2 separate regions of the Mus musculus genome follow, and region 1 is linked to region 2. A link is a contact called in public Hi-C data. All regions are on one chromosome and are shown on one strand. The core of a region is the stretch at or near the end of the contact, and the rest is flanking DNA. Distances in the headings are between cores, read along the strand shown. Region 1 overlaps Rfc1 (replication factor C (activator 1) 1). Region 2 overlaps Klhl5 (kelch-like 5).

Region 1 (4,755 bases), core at 1,636-4,135, 150 kb after region 2:
ATTTTAAAATCCCTTTTGATAAGAAATAAAGGTAAAACCCACTGTGTTTTGTAGGGCAAGTTCTGCTTTATTTCTTGAAACCTTTAAGAAAGAATTACACTGTAAATGAATTTGCATACACACACATACATACACACATAGTATAAATTAAAACAGTGTACCTAGTGGCAAGACTCAATGGATAAAGTCATCCCACATACTTTCACTTCATGAGAACCTATGAGAAAGCCAAGCATGGCAGTGCATTCCTGTAACTGGGAATGCAATGCTGGGAAGGACACAGGAGGATCCTGGAGGCTCACTCCCTGGCCAGCCATCTTAGAAGAAATGGGAAGCTCCAAGGTCAACTGAGGTGGAGGACAAGACCTGACATCTACCTCTGGACTGCATGTGTACACACGTGTACACACACACAAACACCCCCCCCCATAATGCTACCTTTTTGATCTTGGGTTCTTCATCCAATAAGGCCAGTGTTCTTGCAAATTCTTCATCTTCATGCAACTGCCTCTCCAGCTGTAAAAAGCATAACACAGTAAGATGCTTTTGGCTTTTTGTACCCAAAAGTTTTTAAATGTGTGGTTCATATGTTTAGAAAAAAACAGAAAAAATTCCTGAAAATAACAATGACATCTTCCCACTATACACTGACAGTCAAGTATCAACTTACATTACTGACTCCACTTCTAGATCTGCACCATAATAAAGTTAGCATATTTCAAATTTGTTTATTTCTTGTGTATGTGGGTATGCATGCATGGCACAAGTGAGGAGGCCAGAAGACAACTTGTAAGAGATGTTTTTCTCCTTTTGAGCCCCCAAGGATTAAACTCCAGCCCTCAGGCACCTTCCACCTGCTGAGCCATCTTACCAGCCAATGGAGATAGTTGCATATCCTCACGTGCTATTTCTTTATAAAATCTGAGGTCACATTTTCTCTTAATGCTCTTAGTATAACAGATCTCTTCATTATATGTTTTATTATGGTTTATTTGTTCTAAGAAAAAAACCTCATGTGTATATTTGCATCTATATGTGGGTATACAGACCAGCTGAGGGCATCAGATGCCCCAGAACTGGAGTTATAAATAGGTGCTAGCAAACAAACTCTGGTTTGACAAGTCATCTGAGTCACCTCTCCAGCCTAGCCCACCCAGTTCTGTTTTGATTTTTAAAAGATAGGGTCTTACTACACAGCACTGGCTGGCTTAGAAGGCAGGATGTAGACCAGGCTGTCCTCAAACTCACTGAGATCCACCTACCTCTGCTCTAAAGGGCTGAGATTAAAGGTGTGCACCACTACACCTGGCTTATCCTCCTCCCAGCCACTGCTGTGGAAGGCATTGTCTCATTATGTAGTCCTGGACGGTCTAGAACCTTCTGTGTACACCAGGAGGAGATGGGAGGGGAGAGGAGGGAAGGGGAGGGCAATGAATCGAACGAAACTTAGGACTGGGGTTATGGCATGTGATAAAGAGCCCTGCATCTTATCACGATGTTTATTTACTGTCAGTGACATCATGTGGCATTGGATATACTGGCTTCGGGATGAGATAGTGAACATATAGTTACCATGAATGAAAAAAGGTAGAACTGGGGATGGGATTCTTAGGAGATAATTAGGAAAGACTATCAATGATTAACACCCTAAATCTTTCATTAAATTAATTTACCCAAAGAGTCTAAAAGAATGTGACAGAAACAGGAAAACAGGGGACTGTGATACCCTGTGGTTCTCTGCACAGAAGTAGCTAATCCTCCACAGCTGGGCAAAGATAACAGCACGTTAGGTTCCTGACAAGGACTTCACAGTTGGCCTAGGCCACTCATCCTACCTTGCATGAGTCATCAGGACCCCTGGGTAGAGATCAGATAATGCAGTACAACCAAAAACAAGGCAGGTATTTGTTTCGGGTTTTGTTGCTGTTTTGAGACAGGTCTCACTATATAGTATTGGCTGGTCTGGGATTTGCTTTGTAGACCAGGCTGGCCTCAAGCTCTTTTGGAGATCTTTCTCCCTCTGCTGGGATTAAAGGTGTGTACCACCACAGCCAGCTAAGGAATATTTGTAAAACACCAAGTGTGAAGTGTCCAGCTAATAAAATGAAGAACCACACATGGTCTGTCCAGGGCACTAGAACAAGCACTGAGACATAGTCAGCCAATGTTCTCTAGGGTCAGGCTCCATGGAGAAGGCATTGTATCACAATGTCAATAAACAATACAGTCCTGAGTGTCTGGGGACAGGGAAGGGGTCCACAAAGCCCTAACATGAAGACGCTCCAAGATGAGCCCTCCCGGTGAACTCCATCATATTCAGCGTCTGCAAACACCAGGCTCACCCAGTCTTCCCACCCCACCCACAGCTCCCTTAGTCCCCTCTGCCAGAGCCTCTTTATCTCCATTTTTTTTGTTGTTGTTGTTTTTTAAAGATTTATTTATTTTATGTATATGAGTATGCTGTAGCTGTACAGATAACTGTGAGCCTTCACATGGTTGTTGGGAATTGAATTTAGGACCTCTGCTTGCTCCAGTTGGCCCCCGTTCGCTCAGTCCCTGCCTGCTCCAGCCCAAAGATTTATTTATTATTATACATAAGTACACTGTAGCTGTCTTCAGACACACCAGAAGAGGGCGTCAGATCTCATTACCATGTGATTGTTGGGATTGAAACTCAGGACCTTCGGAAGAGCAGTCAGTGCTCTTAACCTCTGAGCCATCTCTCCAGCCCCTTCATCTCCAATGTTAAAGAGCAATCCTAACAATGTTTTTCTTTTGTTTTCTCCTCAAGGTGTCATACAGGTATACAAGTATTAAGTCCCACACAAATGCTAATCACTTGCAAATACATCCTGCAGCTGAGTGCCAGACTTGTTTCCTTGTTCCTCCACCACTTCCTCTATCAGACATCTGCCACTATCAAAACAGAACTCTTTTTAATTAGTGTGTGTGTGTGTCTCTGTGTGTGTGTGTGTGTGTGTGTGTGTGTGTGTGTGTGTGTGTGTGTGTGTGTGTGAATGGGTGTTCAGGTGGAGCACAGAGAACAACCTGTGTGTGTGTGTGTGTGTGTGTGTGTGTGTGTGTGTGTGTGTGTGTGTGTGTGTGTGTGTGTGAATGGGTGTTCAGGTGGAGCACAGAGAACAACCTTTCTTCTACCCTGTACATTGATACCAGAAATCAAACTCAGGAGGACAGGCTTCCATGCCGAGCAGCTTTAATCACTGAGCCATCCTGTTGGGCCTCATTTTTGCCCTGGTTTGGCCCTTGAGGACAAACCCGAACCCGGTTCGAGTTTCTGCGGCCTTGTGGGAAAGCCTAAGCCTGGCTCTAGTTTTGAGACCTGTCTCAGTCACTTCCGCATCAGGATGATTCAGCAAGACCTGTTTGGCCCTGCCTCTGCCTCACTCTTGCTGAGGTAGAACTTTGCCATTGGCCCTGTCAGTCACGCCATACCCTCTGTCACCATTCCTCCTTGCCCCACCAAAAATTCCCCTCCCTATGTTTCGAACTTATATAAGCGAGAGGCTGATGCCATAAAGTTGAGTTCCTGCTTCCACAAGACTCCTGGCTTGGTGTGTTTCTTTTGGGACATCGACACTTGCCATCCTGCTCAGCTCCAGAGAGACCCCAGAGGGACCAGGTTCTCTCTCCTCTAGACTGGACCTGCCGGCACCACCCTGTAGCCGCCAGAACAGAACTAACTTCTTTGTACCAACAGGCTCTGCATCCTGTGTTCTGATCTTCGTAACAGCACCACTGTTCATCCAGCTGCTGAGGTCACCTCTCACTTCCAACCTGACGCGAGCTAACATTTGCCACTTGCCACACCTTAACAATCTCCACGCCAGTCTGCTCATGCCCAACTACAGGGAAAGACTTCAAGTTATCCTGTGTACACTACAGAAGCCAGTATACTTCCAGGACCCACCAAGTCATGCCACTTTACTAAGGACTCCAATTGAGTCCATCTCACAGAGGCTAAATCTGAAGTCCTGACCAATCAATGTCCTTTTCCTAGGTACCAAAGACTCATTGTGACCTACAAGACCTGCTGATGGCTACTCCTCCAAATCCCCTAACTGCCTTCTCATTCATCTGTGTGGCCATACTGATCTCCTGCGCATACTTTCTCAGATGCTTACCCTTGCGATCCTGGGCTCAGTGTGGATCTGAGTCTTCAGCAGTGGCTGCCTGTGCGTCACTCTCCGACACCACGCGCTCCCTACCTGCCCCAGAACTCTACTTGCATTCTGCACGTCTGTCGCTTCCCAGCATCTTGTTTTCTTTCTTGGTTTTCTCTTTAAACCATAATCACCTACTACCAACAGCCATGCTAGGAACTCGGTAAGTGATCAATAAATCCCTGTCAGATATGGGTTTACAGCTCAAGAGAGAATCCTGAACCAAAGGCAGATTTCTAAGACATCAGTGTATACAGTAAAGGGCCAGGGAAAGAGTGTATATGCTCAGAATGAAAGCAAAAAGAAGACAGGAGAAAATGAAGTTCTTTCAAATACACTACAGAGCCTCCTATTCACAGAACTTCAAAATGTTTACATAAATAATTATCTGTTAGTCTCATCATTTATATTTTACAGAAACTTATATTCTCATATACTTTATTTTAATTTATTTTACACCATACTCCTGATGAGGCTCATTTTGAGCTAATCATGGCTGTGCACCACTATAATCCCAACACTCAGAAAACTAAGGCAAAATTGTGAGTTCAAGGCCAACCTGGCCTATACAGTG
Region 2 (4,639 bases), core at 1,416-3,915:
GCACACACACACAGAGAGAGAGAGAGAGAGAGAGAGAGAGAGAGAGAGAGAGAGAGAGAGAGAGAGAGAGAGAGAGAAGAGCTTCATGGGTGTCTACTGTGCTCCACATAGCTGTAGAAAACTGACTGTGCCTCCCTCGGTGGCTGTCACCTGCCTAAAGCCCCTCCGCTAAGGGGAGAGCCTCCTGGGCTGCCCCTCTGTCCATGCTGGAGTACTGACCGGCTGGCGCTTGAGCTTGTGCAGGTCTTGTGCAGGCAGCCACAGCTGTGCTAGCTTTTGAGTGCAAAGGCCCTGCCTTGTCCGCACCTCACTATTTTGTGGCAATCTCCCCTCAGCCCTGGCTTTTATAATCTCTCTGGCCCCCTTCCACAGTGTTCCCTGAGTCATGGGGGAGGGGTGTAACAGATTTCCCAGGGGTGTTATAGATTTTCCAGTTAGGGGTGAGTTCCTTTGAGTTCTAGGGGTTTGGATTTGGATTTTTATGATAAAAGTGAAAAACAGAATTACACAATTAATTACCAAGTAGAATTCTGAAGTTAGTTTCTGTATGTTTTACATATAAAAAAATAACAATTATTAAAATTGTCAAATGCCTGTCAGGTAATTAATGACTATTTTTAGAACTGAGACCAGGTATAACCTAGAGAATTTACACTTGTGGAATCATGTTTTCCCCATATAAATGAGATTTTTATCATATTAGACAAAGCACTTTGAGCCCTAGCTAGAAGGGACTCAGCTTCCAAGTATTCATTTATTATAGTGCCACCAACAGCAGACATTGTAAGTGATGGAAGGGGTGATATGTATATTTATGACATGCTACCCAAGTGATCTTCTTACACTTTTTAATTTACTACTCATGTGTGGATCTGTCGTGTGTGGGGGAGGGGCACATGGCACAGTGTGCACGTGGAGGTCAGAGGACAGCTTCACGAGGTGTGTTCTCTCCTACCTTTACATAGGCTCCAGGGTTGGAACTCAGCTCACCAGACTTGCACAGCAAGGACCTTGCTCACTCAGCCATCTCATCAACCCCGAAATGATCTTTTTAAAAATGATTTTGCTTATGTGTGTGTGTGTGCACACACATGTATGTGCCGTGTATATTTGTTTGTATGTATGCACATGTCTCTGCAGATGCACATGCATGAATGTGTGAGTGCATGCAGAGACCAGGGGTCGACATCAGTTGCCTTTTTCGACCACTTTCTACCTTTCCTGAGGATCTCTTATTGAATCAGAACTTCATCATTATGACTAGACCACCTGGCCAGCGAGCAGCCACCTGTGTCCTGCCCACCCAGTGCTGAAGTCACCGATGCATGCCTTGGTACCTGGCTTTTGTGGGGGAACTGGAGGTTTGAATTCAAGTTCATACGTGTGTAGCAGGCATTTTACCAGCGAAGCCATCCCCAGACTCCTAAGTGATTGATCATTTTACGTGACTTTCCAAAGACACTGGGTAATCAAAAAGGAAGTGTTTGTGGCCATTTTATTTTACTCTTGGGTGGAGTTCTACTGAAAATTGACTCAAATTCAAGAAGAAAGAAGTACTCGAGTCAGTGATGCTACAGGGAAGACACACTTTCTCTGCAGTGTGGATGAGCCAGTCTGTGTGTGTGAGGGGACAGTTTTAGAGACCTGAGTCATGAGAAGCAAATGCAGGAATGAAGATAAGAGTCTGCACAGCCAACACGTCTGTCTCTGCAAATACCTCTATTTTAATAATTTGCCACTGTTTATGGCAGACATTTGGAATTCATATAAATGCAAGATATATTAGAATCAATATTTTATAGTTTAGCCTATCATAATAATTTCCTGAACAATAACAAACCTGCTACACTAATACTTGATTAATGTTGTTCTTGAATTAATTGCTTTATAATTTTTCTAGTCTCACTTCTTTACTTAAATATAACTAATCTCATTTTTAATAAACTACAGAACTTACCAGCCTGTTAAGAAATATGTTTTACTTCATATTGAAGTTACTATATGATCTCCTGAGACATTACTTCCTATATTTTATCTCACATTTATTTTTATTTAGAAAGCACTGGGGTAATTGTATCAAAAGTAATACAAACAGTAACATTAATCTAAATAAGCCAGCTCAATGCATACCCACTAATGACTTCTGTGGTAAGTTTGTTTGTGAGCATGGGGAAAGAAGAGGCCCAAGTCACGAGACTGTGTCTTACTGGGAGGACTTTGCCTTTGGCTTATGATGCATGCTTACCAAATGCCACAGCTTTTTGTTTTTGTTTTTAAATGGTAACCTTTATCGGAAACTTTGGCTCTCTTCAGTTATCAATGCCTGGACATATTCCCAGAATTATTAGCTATTAAAGAAATGCAGAGTAAAACCCACTTTCTACTTACCCAGCTGGCTACAATGGGCTTGGTTGGTGAGGGTGTGTGGGAACAGAAACCTCCCAGGGTGCTAGTGCAATGAAAGTGTGGTAGAGATGTTTGGAAATGCAGTTCGGAGGTTTCCTATAAGTTAAGGGTAATTTTACCTAGTTATCTACCCAAGAGAAATCAAAATATGTCCACACAGTTGTGTGATGTGCACACAACTTTCTTAGCACCTATAGTTGTTCCACACAGGAAGCAAACGAAGTATCCATCAGTTGCTGGATGGAGAGTAAAACAGAGCCAACCACAAGAATTGAATAATAATTCAACAGCAAAGAAGCAAGACTGAAACATGCTGCACCATGGACAAACCTAGAGAATATGCTGAATAAAATAAGCAAGACATGGAGGGCATGTTGGTTTTGTTTACATGAAATACACAGACAAGACGAATCTGTATGAGTAAATTAATGTTCGGGACAGGAAGTGGCATGGGTGTGGCAGTTAACAGAATCGGGGCTCTGAGATCTGCCTCAGGTGAAAGACTCCAAACCTTTCCATTTGAGGCACTTACTAAACATCATCTAACTGGATCAAGCCTGATGTGTATCCTCTGCTTATACGGTAATGGGCGTGTGCTGTGCTTTAAAGGATCTACACCATGGACAGGGAAATTTTTCCCAAGAACAACAACAAAAGAACAATTACCAGGTACTCATCAAGGGAGTCATTGCATCACTAGCTACAAAGGAAAAAAATTATATGCTCTTATCAATAGATATGTGAAAAATATTTGAGGAAAAATTGGTAGCAGTTCTTAATTTGAACACTAAAGCAGGGAGAGAAGGAGGCAGCTTAAATAAAGATGGATCACACAGTGCACACTGTAGCAACTACTGTCTGCAATACAAGCACCAATACCACCTAACTCCAGCCAGAAGCAAAGGGGCTCTACTTTATCCAGCTATTTACCACTACATTGAAGGTTTGGGCAATATAATGCCATAAACTGAAAGAGTTGATGTCCACTCAGAAGAGATGTCAAAGTCTCCCTACTTGATGATGGGCGAATGCATAACAGCTAGAGCTAAGGAGTGTGGTAAAGTGCCAGGTTAATACAAGCTCCAGTCATCATGAGATTTGTTTTTCTTCTCCAGCAAAACATAAGAAAGAAAGAAAGAAAGAAAGAAAGAAAGAAAGAAAGAAAGAAAGAAAGAAAGGAAGGAAGGAAGAGAAGAGAAGAGAAGGAAGAAGGAGAGAGAAAGTTTTTTTTAAAAAACAGAAAAAATAAAATGGCAATAAAAATAATTACATATATAAGAATAGATTTAACAAAATGAAGGGAAAGACAGTAAAGAAAGTGATACAAGTGAGAAGGCTCCTTGAACAGAAAGACCTAATATCACAAAATGTGTATTCTCCATAACTAATAAAAGAACTTAGCACCATTCACACCAGAAAGCCAAGAAAATAAAGATAACTAGATGACTCTGTCTTAAACCAACATGGAAAACTAGACCTCAAATAGCCAAGAAAACTGTGAAACTTGATGAGAGGGAGACCAAAATATCAGATTTCAGAGCATGCAGTAAAGACACCAATAATCTGGGGCAGCTCTTGCCTATAGCCTCAGCACCTGTGAGCCCAAGTTCAGAGTCAGCCTGGGACACATAAGAGTTCAAAGCCAATATGAGTTCCTACATCAGAAACAACAGAAACCGGGCAGGGGAGGGTGATAAATGTCTTTCATCCCTGCACTCATGAGGCAGGGGCACTCATGAGCCCATGGTGGTGATTGCTGCCTGCAATTTCACTGTGTGAGATACTGAAGCAGGAGAATCAGGGGGCCATGGCTAGCCTGCTGTACATCATGGATTCTGGACCAACCAGGGCCACATAGTAAGACCCTGTCTCAAAAATGAAGTAAAATCCTAGAAATAAACAGACCAGCAAAATGCAGTAGTGAACTAAAAAGTATATTTACATGTCTTCATTGTCTGTATACCCTGCTCTCTTCTAGTTCCTGGCAGACATGGAAAACAATGCACTTTTCCGGGATGACATTGAATGTCAGAAACTCATCATGGAAGCAATGAAGTACCATTTATTACCTGAGAGACGACCCATGTTGCAGAGTCCTCGGACAAAGCCTCGCAAGTCAACTGTTGGAACGTTATTTGCAGTTGGAGGGATGGATTCAACAAAGGGTATTGGGAGATCGTTGATCTAAAGGAACAGAGGGTAACCAGTAACACTACCAAGAGGCCCGGTGGAG

Evidence for each region. A called contact is a pair of places that touch in the nucleus more often than the background predicts.
Region 1: a Hi-C map of regulatory T cells shows a contact between it and region 2, with 2.1 times the contacts expected there. The contact joins two enhancer-like sites. A contact is called at or near these places in 1 of 15 datasets of contacts at CTCF or cohesin (pro-B cells), 4 of 484 Hi-C or Micro-C datasets (bone marrow-derived macrophages, embryonic stem cells, erythroblasts and 1 more) and 2 of 9 other capture datasets (adipose tissue and liver).

What each region holds. Positions count from the first base shown.
Region 1 is chr5:65,296,961-65,301,715 of GRCm38.p6, forward strand. Rfc1 (replication factor C (activator 1) 1) reads right to left here. Exons shown (of 25, transcript NM_001347357.1): 7 at 439-516. Among named protein-coding and RNA genes, the nearest start is that of Rfc1, 36 kb to the right of the region's middle. Within about 2 kb of position 2,886, at least 58 of the 459 cell types and tissues checked have an H3K27ac peak or open chromatin away from gene starts, as enhancers often do. A contact at or near this core is called in regulatory T cells, where this site is marked.
Region 2 is chr5:65,151,671-65,156,309 of GRCm38.p6, forward strand. Klhl5 (kelch-like 5) reads left to right here. Exons shown (of 11, transcript NM_175174.4): 6 at 4,385-4,571. Among named protein-coding and RNA genes, the nearest start is that of Klhl5, 23 kb to the left of the region's middle. Within about 2 kb of position 2,666, at least 3 of the 459 cell types and tissues checked have an H3K27ac peak or open chromatin away from gene starts, as enhancers often do. A contact at or near this core is called in regulatory T cells, where this site is marked.